Linked DNA regions of Rattus norvegicus: region 2 is linked to region 1. Evidence: chromatin contacts called from public Hi-C data. All regions are on one chromosome and are shown on one strand. The core of a region is the stretch at or near the end of the contact, and the rest is flanking DNA. Distances in the headings are between cores, read along the strand shown.

What was found. A called contact is a pair of places that touch in the nucleus more often than the background predicts.
Region 2: a Hi-C map of prefrontal cortex shows a contact between it and region 1, with 2.6 times the contacts expected there. The contact joins the enhancer-like site here to the promoter of Apln in region 1. A contact is called at or near these places in 3 of 12 Hi-C or Micro-C datasets (Schwann cells, frontal cortex and prefrontal cortex).

What each region holds. Positions count from the first base shown.
Region 1 is chrX:132,089,764-132,093,613 of GRCr8, forward strand. Apln (apelin) reads right to left here and starts at 1,483. Exons shown (of 3, transcript NM_031612.3): 1 at 1,077-1,483. The coding sequence starts at 1,143.
Region 2 is chrX:132,177,970-132,181,797 of GRCr8, forward strand. It overlaps Xpnpep2 (X-prolyl aminopeptidase 2), which reads left to right. Exons shown (of 21, transcript NM_057155.4): 8 at 2,271-2,372; 9 at 3,022-3,103; 10 at 3,420-3,615. Among named protein-coding and RNA genes, the nearest start is that of Xpnpep2, 11 kb to the left of the region's middle. Within about 2 kb of position 2,367, at least 4 of the 93 cell types and tissues checked have an H3K27ac peak or open chromatin away from gene starts, as enhancers often do. A contact at or near this core is called in prefrontal cortex, where this site is marked.

The DNA of each region.
Region 1 (3,850 bases), core at 233-2,732:
GCTGAAGGTGGGAGCTGGCAGTCCCAGGAGGCTCTGACCCACAGAGGACAGGCAGACCGAGCAGGAGCTGTTGGGACACTAAGGACCCAGGAGACTGAAGTAGACAAGAGATTATCGGTGCAGAGAATTTCCAGGTAGGAGGTTAATACAGGTGGAGGTGAAGGGAGTCCTCTTCCCTGAGCTGCGTGGAGGTTATGAGATCAAGTGCCTGTGTTTCCTCTTTTTTGGTACCTGGAGACCGGGGACCAAAGTTATACCTGGGGCAAGAGTGGAGGATGAAGCCAGAATTGAGAAGAGCCAAGTCTCCAGAGAGATGGAGGTTGTGGAGCCAGGTGTCCCACAATGGAGCAGGGAACAAAATCATCCAGGACCTTGGAGTACAGAATACCAGCCTGGCCCTGTCCAGTCCAGATCTGCCTAAGGACTATACCTCTGCTTACACAGAGGCTGAAGGAGCAACAGCTGAGATCCACTAGCCACTGCGGTCGCCCCCGCCCCCGCAGCGTGCTCCTGACTATGCAACAAGTGTCACGTCTACATGTTGGCACATCATCCCCAGTAGCTTGAGCCCCTGGACTGGCCAGCAGCCCCTAAACTCCAAGACCCAGAGACCTTCAACATGGAGTCCTGACCCACTCAGCTCAGGTCAGCCACCTCCACTGATTCACGAGGTGAGCTGGACATGCTCCCATCCTCTCCCCCAACCCTGAACCACCACCACGTGGGGTACAGGGTGCAGGGTGCAGGACATAAAGTGTGAGTCTGTGGCACGGAACACTTTAAAGTACGAGGGACACGGGAGTATGGGGGTGCTAAGTGGTGATATACCAGATAATCACGAAGCCCCCCGCGCTGTCCGAAGAAGCAAAGCCTACATGGCACGTCGCCCCGTGGCCCCAGATGCCCTGTCAATAGGCCTCCCGGTGCGGCTGGCGCGTGGCTGCTCCTGCAAGACTCGCGCCGGGTTTCCCCGGAGGCGGGAAGAACGCGCGTGGGGCGGAAAGAGAGGATCGCGCAGGCTGCACCTCGGGAGAGCCCCGGAGAAAGCCCAAGCGAGCAAGAGGGCACGCACTCACCTCCACACACGGCAGTCAAGGAGAGCCAGAGCAGCAGCAGCGCCTGCACGCAGAAACTCAGATTCATGCTGCAACTCGGTCCGTGGCAGCCCTAATGAGCCGGCGAGTGGGCGGAGAGGCCGGGCACCCTGACGCAAAGAAAGGCGCGAGCCGGGGCTAGCGCGTGCGGGCACGGAGCTCGCGTGGCTCCCGGACCGCTGGCTGGAGAGAGTGAGCGCCCCAGCCGCACCGCTGGCTACCGGCCCCAAGCCTGCTCGCTGCCTCTGCTCTGGTGCAGCCTCCTCTGCCGCCGCAGGGCAGCGCCGCGAAGCTGGCCTTGGTGGCTCCAGTCAGCAGCAAAAACTCTCCAAGTGGTTAGCTGTGCTCTGCCCGCGACTCCCAACTACCCGTTGGTCCAGGCTGCTGGAGAGAATGCTTCCCTGCTCACTTCGGGGTCTGCATTTTGTAGCTTGTGGTTTGGCCGCGAGCCCACTTGGTCATGTGGTCATTAGGAGGCGGGGGTGGGGCGGGGGGAGGCAGGAAGAGGGAGAGGGAGTGAGCCTCCCGCACCGCCCCCCTCCCGGGAAGCATGCTGCAGCCCTATCCAGGGCGCGAGAGAGAACCCCGAGGTGGCCCCACAACAAAGGCTGAGCGGCTGCTCGGACAACCCACAACTGCTCCCGGGACAATGCCTGCCTGGCCGGGGTCCAGAGGGTTCGTAGAGACCTGAAGGATTTCAAACGCAAAAAACATTTGGAGCAGTGAAGGGTACTCTTAACCCTTTCTCACCTGGGTTTCCTTAACAGCTGTCAGGATAGTTGGGCATTTGGAGAAGGATCCTGTTTGGACTCCCCACAACACCCTCCCTCCTTTTCTGAATCTAACTTTGTTCTTTCTTTCCTTGACACTGCATCCCCAAGTATGGGTTTGCTCCTTTGCTCAAGACCTCCCCTACTCCGCCTCCTTTCTCCTCTGCATCTTCAACTGAATTAGAATTGGGGGTGACTGCCTAGGGTGTGCATAAAACTTAGGTCACTGCTTACCACCCTTAATTCTCCCGCTGTCCCCCAACGTGTGCCCTCTACCTGGATGCCTGGCTCCATGACTAAGCTCTTTATGCATACAGCAAAACCTCGATGTCCCACTCAATCTAAAAGCCACCGTTCTGTCTCTGCCCATTCCGGAGATACTGCCCCCTGGTTCCTCTTCACTGTTCGGAGACATTCTGCAGGGTTCTACCGCGTTCCCCTTCTTGTTGCTTGGAGCTGTCCTTTACTTAGTTTGTCCCATTGTAGGGGGGCCTCCCAACGCCTTCCAAACTCGGCTGAATTTTTTTTTACACTCAACTGGGATTCCTTGCTATAAGAGGGCCCCGGAACCATTTGCCTTTCTACTCTAGAGGCTTAGCTCCTTTTACAGCCTGGGGGCTCCCAAAGAAATGCACCAGACTGGGAACCCCTTAAGATTGGACCATAATGGTCCCAATCTTCCAGATCTCTCTAAAGTCCCCAATATCACTCTCTGCACATAGGTGGCACTCAACACATATTAAAAGACTAAATCAAAAGGTGTTTCCACCTTGAAGCAAGGCAGGCAGTTTGCTCCATGTGTACATCCAACCATACACAAAAGGTACGTTGGACAGTGTTTCTATGTACCACAGAAGATGTGAAAAGGTAGGCTATATCACTATGGAATATCTTTGAAATGTTACAACATTCCAATACATACACGTTGTCAGTTTCTCTGCCAAAACCATTTACAAGAAAGTGACCCTTTTTCTGTATAAATGCAGTTCCAGGCCCAGAACAGGGCCTCAGAGCTAACTGGGGCTTCAGAATTTATGATTTTAAATATATGAGTAACTGTTCAAATAAATTAATGGAGTTGGATGGGAATAAGACAGGGTTCTTGATGGTGTTCTGTGATCCAACTGGCCACATTGTAAAGAAGAGGGACCAGGAAGACTCTCTTCAGTTGAGGGACCCTAGATCTAAACAGCCAGCATGGGTACCATGTCACTCTCTTCTTGCCCTCTCCTACTGGAAAGAATAGTTCAGTGAGAACAAGAAACACTGTCCTCTAGATGTGTCTGTTGTAGGCCATTGCTGCCCTTACCCACACGTACTGAATCTTATGGGAAGGATAGTCTCTGCTCTGACAACTCCAGGGTACAAATTGGGAAGAGGCCCTTACAGAGTCATCCTTAGGAAACGTATAGCTCTCGTTCTTGATGGAGCAAGTCTGTGACATGCAAATAAGTGTCCCTCAAAGCTTAATAGAAAGTTTCATATTTCATTGCATGTTAACTGGGATGAGGATGACTATTGCTGAGTGCGTTGAAATTCTGCTTTCCAATATGATAGATACTAATCTCATTCTAAACAAAGTTAAATTTTCAGTTCCTTGGTCATACTGGTCATTTTTTTTTAGTTGCTCAAGCCATATATGCATGGCTGGTGGCTCCTAGACTAAGCAGCAAAGAACATGGCCCATTCACAAGACTTAGTTAGCATCCATGTGAGGCAGGGACACAATTTGGTGTATGTATTGCTGGGAACAGAGATGAGATGGCCGACCTCTGGGAGAGCAGTGTGCCATTCGTCCCCACATCAACTCCATGCTATACAGTTCCAGTGTCCTATAGCAGAACCATTAGCGCTTTAGCTGCCCAGTTGACTTCCTACCTCTGTGTACTGTGGGTTTATGTGAGCAGTATGTCTTTTCTTTTAAACCTGAGACTTTTAGTAAATGGTTTTAAGTTCTGCTCCTCAATTCCTTACATAGACTGTGTG
Region 2 (3,828 bases), core at 1,117-3,616, 89 kb after region 1:
TGTGGCTATGATGAAACAAGTAGAAACAGTGTCCAATTTTTTTATCTGTTCCAATATAACTTTCCGAAACATTCTTTGTGCACCTTGACTTAGTTTCTGGAGACTTAGTTTCTTGTTATCTGTGAGTGTTTGATCATAAATACCACTCATCTTACTCAGATATAAGGGGCTCCATTATGCCAGGCAAAGGTGAGGATAAAATGGAAAGAAAGGCTCTAAAAGATTGAGACAGAATTCATGTGGATTTTGTCACTTCCCATAAGCTAGGAGACGCTGAGACATTGTTAGTCTTCAAGGAAAAGCCATTTGGAGTCAGAGCTTAGCCCGGAAGCCAAAGAACAGAGTTCAGCTTCAAGATGCCTAGACAAAATTGAATTTTCCTCTCCAGCCATGTCTCGGTGTTAAAGGTGGTGTGGAGAGGCAAAGGCAAGGGAGTGGCTGGCACATGATAATTTAGCCACGCACATGTCGGATCATTTGTGTGTGATTCTGTTTTCTCAAAATAGATCATAGTCACACATCTTTCTTTTGTGGGTTATAAGTTGTTGGGTGTTTTGTTTTGTTTTGTTTGGGTTTGGTTTGGTTTGTTTCTGGGACAGGATCTCACTCCATAGCCCAGGCTGAAGTTAAACTTACTATATTGCCCAAACTGGCCTCAAACCCACAGTGATCCGCCTATTTCAGCCTCCCATAGAGTCATGAGCCAACGTACGAAGTAATACTTATAAATCTTAATCATAATTTTAAGTGGAAGAAGCCACAACTTGTATAATTCCATTTATATGAAACACCCAGCATTGGCAAATTCATAGAGACAGAAAGTAGATTAGTGATTTCCTGGGGCTGGAAGGAGGGGAAATGAGGAGGGATTCCTTAATAGGTTTCCTTTGGGGGTGTTGAGAATGTTTTAGAATTGGATACTGGCAATGATTGTGCAACACTATGAGTATACTGAAAGCCAGCTGAATTGTGTACTTTATGAAGGCTAAAATGTCTTGTTTTTTTTTAAGATTTATTTATTTATATATGTGAGTACACTGTCACTGTCTTCAGACACACCAGAAGAGGACATCAGATCTCATTACAGATGGTTGTGAGCCACCATGTGGTCGCTGGGATTTGAACTCAGGACCTCTGGTAGAGCAGTCAGTGCTCTTAACCACTGAGCCATCTCTCCAGCCCTAAAATGTCTTGTTTTATCAGAATAAAATAAACTTTAAAAATATATCAGACCCAAAGCTTTTGGTTCTAGTTGAGTAGTTTTACCCATTTGCATAAAGTTTTTTAATAGCATTAAGTTATCATTTCTGTATCTGGGCCCAAATATGACTCTTAATGCTTATGACATTCTGCCAATTTTTTCCCAAGTACTGTCTAGAGAAAGACTTCCAATGCCTTGCAGGAGGCAGAAAAGGAGATGAAATCTGAACTCCTGGAACCTGGAACCTAGATACAAGCACTCTAGGAAGGAAAGCACTGGACAAAGTTTAAAGACCACTTAAAAGAGTGAAAGCATTAGTAAGAAAGCCCAATTTAGTGCAGATTAGGAATGTAGGTGAGGCCCATCACACAGATATGGGTTCAAATCCCAGTTGCACCTCTTCAGCTATGAAACTCCAAGCAACTCATTCTACCTGTCTGAAACCTCATCTGTAAAATGGAAGGTACAAAAATTAAAACAACACACAAGACATGCTTAGTCCATTATCCATGGCTGGTTGATTGAGTGCTGGAGTTACTGCTGGGCCAAGTTAAATGCAATTCTTTTACAGCAAATCTTCTGTTCTCTCTATATGTTTTTTTGACAGGTCAAAAAAAAAAGCAATATGAGACTTAGCAAATGCCTTTCTATGGATTTATAAATGTCCACCCATTTGATCTTTGTATCAAACCTATTGAGTTAGATACTATTGTTCCAACCCAACCTCATCTAACAGATGCGCAAAATGAGACACGGAGCTGTCAAGTAATTTGCTCACCATCACACCCAATGATGACTAATAGCAGGGCTGTGGTTGAAGCCCCCATCTGGGTTAGGGGGCAAGTCATGAATAACAAAAGTCAGATCTTGTTTGATGATAGAATTCTACTGCTTTTGGAAATATAGAGGGCTGGAGTAGTTCAATCACAGAGTACTTGTTCAATGTTCAAGGCTCCATATCTTCCACTGGCAATAAAGAAAAACTACTACTCTTGGGGATTTTCTCAGGATCCCTGTGCCAAAGACATCGTATGTCACTCATACTTTCTTTGGGTTCCTTTGCTTCTAGGAAGCACTTGGCAGGAAAAAGTATCCGCCATCCGAAGCTATATGCAGAACCACACCATGGCTCCAACTGGGGTTCTTCTATCCGCACTCGATGAGACAGCCTGTGAGTGGGGATTTGTGAACATGAGTGGGTCTGGTAGTCCCAAGCCTCCTGGGCCTTGTGACATAGAGATTTTCCTAAAATAACAACATATTCACCAGCTCCTGTGAGCTCTGTGGTCATAGTCTGTGGGAGCTTAGAGTGGGAGAGAGCAGCTGCTCAGGGCTACAGAACAAGGAAACCAGGGAGCTCCAAGCAAGTGGGTAAGCCCACAGGCTACCTGCGAAATGTACTGGCCAGGGCAACAGGGTAATTGTGTCTTCTTAGGAGAAAGAAGGTCCACAAAGCCAGCAGCAACCCTGATTGTCATCTAGGCCACTCAAAGTCCCAACTTTGATACCCAGAGTAACCCTCTTCTGTTCCCACATGGCTGAAGACTTCCCGCCCAATTCCTATGGCTGAGCTTCAGACATTTGGAGGATGCCCCAATACTTAGTGCTTAATGTCACCTCTCTCCATTTTATGGAGGAGACATCTATAGCTCTCTTCAGCAGCTTGAGATCTCTAAAAAGGTTGAGAAGCATTCATAGGCAAATGCCACAAACTGCTGTCAGTAGTAATCTTGAAGCCAAAACAGATAGTGGAACACAGGTGTCATAAATGCTGCTCCCATTCAGAATGACCTCAAAAAATCCCATCAATTTTTTTCCAGGGCTCTTCAACCTCCGTAGCAGTGACATCCCCTATAACCCCTTCTTCTACTCCTATACGCTGCTCACGGACTCTTCCATCAGGTACAGCTTCTCCTCCGCTTACTGTTGTGAATCTCCTCCAGCTTCCACCCTATCCTGTACCACTGATGTCACAGCCTTCAGGCTACTCGTAACTTTGGGTGCCTACCACACCAGACTTCTCCTAGGAAACTTCCCACTAGCTGTTCCTGACCGCTTGACTATTAGTCCCAGTTAAACCAAGTCTAATCCCCTGGTTCTCTATGTTGGTTCCCTGTGACCCTTTGGAATCAAAAGACCCCCCATATGCTTCCAATTCCATGTGTTCCCCCTAGTAGGCAGGCACTCAGGACCCTCCTGGTCTTCCCTCTCCACATAGGTTGTTTGTCAACAAGAGTCGCTTTAGCCTGGAGACCCTGCAGTACCTGAATACAAACTGCACACTACCCATGTGTGTACAACTTGAAGACTACAGTCAAATTCGTGATGGTGTGAAAGCCTATGCTTCAGGCAATGTGAAAATCTTGATTGGGATCAGCTATACCACCTATGGGGTCTATGATGTGATACCAAAGGTAGGTTTGCCAGTCACTGGCCTCCTTCTGCTCCAGACATAACTGTCTAAATGGGACCCCTCTGCCATTGGTCCAGCTTGTCAGTCAGCTAATGTGCACTGTGTAGCTGTTTAGAACTCATTGATGGAAGACAGAGGAGGAGGAGGAGGAGGAGGAGGAGGAGGAGGAGGAGGGGGAGGGGGAGGGGGAGGGGGAGGGGGAGGGGGGAGGAGG